Regions from separate parts of the Ovis aries genome. Here region 2 is linked to region 1. Evidence: chromatin contacts called from public Hi-C data. All regions are on one chromosome and are shown on one strand. The core of a region is the stretch at or near the end of the contact, and the rest is flanking DNA. Distances in the headings are between cores, read along the strand shown.

Region 1 (2,751 bases), core at 128-2,627:
TTAAAAGAGAGAGAGGATTTATCTGGAGATCAATGAGGATAAAGGGAGAAAAGAAGCCACTGGAGGCATACCAGGCTGGTGAGTGTCTCTTTAAAACAAGCAGCTAAAAACGCTTTCAAACTAGCAATACCATAAATGTCCTGCTGCTGTCTTGGCTCTCGGATTCTTCCCCGTACTTTCCATGAGCATTCCACTGGGAATTGTCTGGAATCCCAGATTTGAACAGCAATAACCAAATTCCCTTGTCAGAAGATTTATTTTCTTTTCGGCTTGGAAACTCAGCTGGGAGGCATCCTCAAGTGTACAGCCCAGCCGCAACCAACCTAGAGGCTTCAGGGGATGTTTCTCGAACAGCACAACGGGCAGCTGAGTTTTGGAACTCACGAGAGAGGCGGGCAGCTCAGCCTCCCGTGGAAAGTCCCAGCTGAGGACAGATGGCAAGAGCCTGGGAACCGGAGGATTCGTTCCAGATGTGGGAACCAGTGGTGTTACGAGAGGGCCAGTGCAGATGCCAAGGAGGGCTCTAACTAATCAGGCTGCCCAGAGAGTAGCCCTCAGACAAAACAATCACCATGAAACCTAAATCCATCACCTAACGACTGACTATGTTTTAAGGCCAGTGGTGCTCTGCTACAGTTCTAGATCGGATAATTCTCTACGTGGGTATCCATCCAACCGTCTATCTACTCATCCATCCATTATCCAAGCGAGAAATGTAAACTATTCGACAACTGATCCACCAGTTAGAACAGATTCCAGCCAGAAACCAGCCCTCTGGCGACATCCGTGAATACTGGCTAAGTGGCAACCCTGAACTCATCCACCCATCCAAAAGGTACATAGTAAATATACTTACATCGTGGCAGGATAGATAACAGCCCAGGTGGCGCAGTGGTAAAGAATCTGCCTGTCAATGCAAGAGACGTGGGAGACGTGGGTTCAATTCCTGGGTTGGGAAGATCCCCTGGAGAAGGAAATGGCAGCACGCTCCAGTATTCTTACCTGGAGAATCCCATGGACAGAGGAGCCTGGCCAGCTATGGCCTGTGGTTTCTCGAAGAGTTGGACATGCCAGCACACACACAGACACACAGGCTCTGGAGTCAGACAGAACTGAGTCTCCCATTGACTGGGTGACCCTGGTAGTTTGTTCACATTCTCTTAAACCCTAAATTCCTTATGTGTGACACGGATATAGAAAGAATATCTACAAGTATTGCTGTGAGAATAAATAAAATAATTTCCATCAAGGACTTCACACAGTGCCTGCTACAGAGTCATCCCAATAAATAAATATTAGCTATGATGCTTATGTGCTAGGCACATGGCAGGGCCTGGCCAAACAGTGGTGAACAGCACAGCTGTGACTCAATGAGGAAACTCTCCACTCAAGAAAAAATGTTACAATGTCTGTATGGAAGAAACAGTCCCAAGTAGGGAAAATGATATCTTAGGTGAGGTCATAATATTTTCAAGGTAAGAGGGCTGTTAAACATTCTCCTGTCCAATCACCATCTTGCATGGTAGGAAAACTGAGTGTTATGATGACTGACTCACAGTCAAACAGCTCGTCTAACAGCAGAACTAGTTAAGGATCTGAGTGCCAGTTCGTTGTTAGTGCATTTTATCATGATAACTTTTTATGGAGAGGCAGCGCTAGGGTAAAAGAGCCTCCATATGTGAAAGCCATCCAGTGGCAAACCAAGAGTTAGGGCTTTCTTGGGATGTGGGGGTGCGGTGGGGGTGGGGAGCGGGGTCAGGGGAGTGAGTGTGTCAGTACAGAATTCAAAAGCTTATTTAGAACAGGAGTTCATCATTTCCTTTTCTCTCTTTATGGAGACTCCAAGCTCCACAGGGGCAAGCAGTTGGGTCTACTCTATTCCCTTCAAAGTGCCTGGCATAGGGCAGGTAATCAGCAACTGCTTGTGGAATGAATAAATGAATGGGATTAGGAGCAGGCATGCTTTGTCTGCATGGCCTGAGTCTGTTCCATCCTGAAGTGAATGTCCTGGTCATAGAACAGCTTCTGGAGAAAAAAAAGGCTCACACCTGGCTGTGGTCTCTTTCCCAGTCTGTCTGCTCACAATACTCATTGGTACCAGAATGCTCCAGTATACTGCAGACGACCATGCCCACAGTCATGACCCTGACACCTTCACAGTCCTAATCTCTTTAAAGTTCACTGTGGAGAAGATGGTAGACAGAGGCTGGAAGGTGCTGACCACAGTATACGAGCTTTGTAAACACCGATAGACATGGCAGGCTGGCTGAAGGAGGTGAAGGATGCTCCCACATCCCTTGAAGTTTACAGCTACCATCCTCACTGTGAAAGAGAAGGGATATGCCAGTAACACCCCCCCAGTACCTCCTAGCGTCACAGTCATCTGATCTGCTGAGTAGGCACAGACAGAGGAAACAGAAGCCTGCATCTTCTCCTCTCGCTCCCCACTCTTAGTAGGCAGCCTTGGTCTTTCTCAGGAGGGATAAGCCACGAAGAGCAGAATAACCCAGGGAGCACGACTGTGGCAGAAAGAGACAGCAGCTACAACCAGACCAACATGCAGGTCGTGAGAAATCAATTAGGGAAGGGCCAAGGTGACTCCCTCCCCCTGCCGAGTCCTCTATAACCGGAACCTGCATCCTGAGGGTAACAGTCAAGCCAGAGAACCTGGCATTTTCCTGGACACCGCAGCCAGGGCAGAAACCAAGCGATCCATTCTCCCCGGCCACACCCAGCACCTTGGATCTTCGG
Region 2 (2,751 bases), core at 83-2,582, 130 kb after region 1:
AACTTTACAACAACTTTTTAGAAGCAACAAACCGCAGCACCACTAGCCTTTACAGACATACAGACATGTACATAAATGCTCACACACACCACTACTTGGAAGATAAGTACTGTGTTTGCAAACATCCTCCACCATCCTGCATTTACCAGACTGCAAACCTTGGCCAGAGACTGGGAGATTTCTACTCTTAGCTACCCTCTCTGCACTGTCAAAGTGGGAAGGTCATTCTGCCTGGTCACTTCAATCATTCTCCCTGCATGACAAGAGTTTTCTACTTTTGGATTGCTCAACGTTCAGATGCCTACGAGAGTAAAATAACCATTCAGCAACTTTATTCACCTTGGTTTAAAAAAAAAAAAAAAAGAAAGAAAGAAAAGAAAGAAATTCATTGTGCAATGCCCAGGAAAAGCTGACAGCACTACTGTCTCTCCGACAAGCGCCTGCAATTACAATGGGGCGGCAGGGGGGTGGGGGGGGGGAGAGACTGTCTGACCAGACTCGCGGAACCCTTAAAAAAAAGATTCCAACCCCAATGGAGCCGGAGAGCTTTTTTTTTTTTTTTTTCTAAGGAGACCACCCCTCGGGAACAAAAGTTACATTTCGATCACATGTTGGGAGTAGGAGTAGGGAGCAGGCTTTTTTTTTTTTTTTAAGCGCACTAATTACCGGGGTGTTTTGCAGACCTGAGGACCACTCGGGTTCCTCCTGACCGACTGTGACCGGCATTTCCTTGTCAAAAAGCAAAGGAGGTGGGGTGGGGGCGCAGGAGCCGACACGGGGCTCGGCGGGAGCGGGGAAGCAGCAAGGTTACACTAGAGGGTACGCCGCCGCCGAGAGCTGCATCTCCTTCCCCGGCGCCCCAAATAATTTCCTGCGAACAGAGCGACTGCAACAGCCCCCTCGGATCGGAGGAGCCCGGCACGATCAGCCGGGCCGGTGCAGCTCAAGGCTTTCCACCCCGGAGAGGGAGGGGGAGAAGATCTTTACCTTAATGCTACACTGAGCAGGAGTCTCAGACATGTCTCACAGCGAGAGAGATCAGGAAGTTCTCAGTTTTTTTTCCACTTTCCTTTCCTCTCCCCAACCCAGAAACGCTCCACGGCCAGCCGGACGCGGTCATTTAAGAAGTTTCTTGCAGCATCTCTCCCGGCGGCCGCCCCGGGGGGCCGCGAGCGCGCGGGGCGGGGCGGGGCGGGCCGGGCGCCGGCCGAGTCGCCGCGCGCGGGGTGGCGGGGGCGTGGGAGCGGGCGGCGCGGCGGCGGGGTCTGCAGGTCGCGGCGCGGCGACCCGGGGCGCTAGCCCGGCCGGCCTGCCCCGCTCTCTCCTCCCACCCGGGCCGGCGCCCCCGCCCCCCGCCCTCCCGCCGCTCTCCCTCGCCCTCCCTCTCTCTCTCTCGAATGTTTTCCTTCCTGGAAGAGAGAAACTGAAAGGCAGAACTGAGAAAGCTCTTTGCTCATTGATCTTGAGAGTTTCAGTGCAGAAACTGACGTGAATTCCCAGCACTGAGCTCTGCCTCTTAAAGGAGCCACCAGGAAATAAAAGCTCGGGTTACAGCCCGGCATCGGGAAATAAAAGCCGCGCGGGGGAGGGGGGGGGGGAGAGGCGGCGCGGCGGCCGGGGGGCGGGGGACCGTGCGCTAGGCCCCCGGGGCCCGGGCGCGGGGCTGCTAAGCTCCGCCGGGCCGCTGCCGGGCTCGCGCCTCGGGGCCCCAGAACCCTCCGGACAGGATCAACGAGGCGTTGATCCGATCCCCTCCCCTAGTTCCGTCTCTTAGATACACTGAAAGGCACAGGGCTTTTTTTTTTTTTTTTTTTAATTTTTCCTCCGTCCCCCCTCCCGCCACCCCGAGCCGAGCGCGGACGCAATGAAAATAATTATATAGGAAGGGACATTCCGGTAAGGACGCGGAACCCGAAGGAGGAAATAAAACAATAGCCTTTGTTCTGCTTCTCGACCGCGGCCTCTTTAAGAGAATCCACCAGGAAATGGGAGATCGGGTTACAGCCCGCACCGGGGAAAAGGGGCGAGCGGGCGAGCGGCGGAGCGCGACGCCGCCGGAGACAAAGCGGGGCTGCTGCCCGCAGATGCCCGCCCGGCCGCGGGGGGGAATTCCCCGCCGAGGTGGGCGCCCCGAAAACGCTAGGTGCGCGCGCGCGCACCCGCCGGGCCGGGGATGCGGGCGCTGCCGGGCCGAGCACGCGTCCTGGAGAAGGGAAGGCGGCTGGGCAGTTATCAAAGGCGGTTGAGTTCCTTTTCCTGACCACCGCCACCCCCAGCCACCCTTCCTCCCTGTTTCGAAATCTGCTGTCCTTTTAAAGCAATAGCGGCCGCTACCAACCGACAAAGGGGACTCGAGTACAAAGTTGACAGGACGGGTTCCTGGAGATAATAGCCCTCCCCGGACCGCTTCTCAGAAGCCGTCACTGACAGATGGGACGACCCCCGGGATCCTGCCGGGAGGGTGGGAAGAATATTTGGCTGGGAAAACAATTGAGGTTAAAGCCGGTGGGGCTGAAGGTTCTATCCTTGAGTACGTGTTGTCTGATCACTCTATTATTTTTATTGTTGTTTATAGTCTCTGAAAATGCTCCGAAGCGTCCACCGCTGGACACATTATTAATTATATATAAATTCTAAAGCCTGCTAGTACTTTCGGCTTTAACGCATGGATGTGTATTAAATTATGAATATGAAGACTACGACTCATTTCCCAGAGCCCCCCAATTTTCCTACCCACTTCCCTTCATCTCT

What was found. A called contact is a pair of places that touch in the nucleus more often than the background predicts.
Region 2: a contact with region 1 is called in a Hi-C map of tail adipose tissue, with 2.3 times the contacts expected there. The contact joins the promoter of ETV6 here to the enhancer-like site in region 1. A contact is called at or near these places in 5 of 16 Hi-C or Micro-C datasets (blood, liver, omental adipose tissue and 1 more).

The regions. Positions count from the first base shown.
Region 1 is chr3:203,766,519-203,769,269 of ARS-UI_Ramb_v3.0, forward strand. All of the region lies in intron 2 of ETV6 (ETS variant transcription factor 6), which reads right to left. Among named protein-coding and RNA genes, the nearest start is that of ETV6, 130 kb to the right of the region's middle. Within about 2 kb of position 1,378, at least 15 of the 54 cell types and tissues checked have an H3K27ac peak or open chromatin away from gene starts, as enhancers often do. A contact at or near this core is called in tail adipose tissue, where this site is marked.
Region 2 is chr3:203,892,076-203,894,826 of ARS-UI_Ramb_v3.0, forward strand. ETV6 (ETS variant transcription factor 6) reads right to left here and starts at 1,333. Exons shown (of 8, transcript XM_060413417.1): 1 at 988-1,333. The coding sequence starts at 1,020.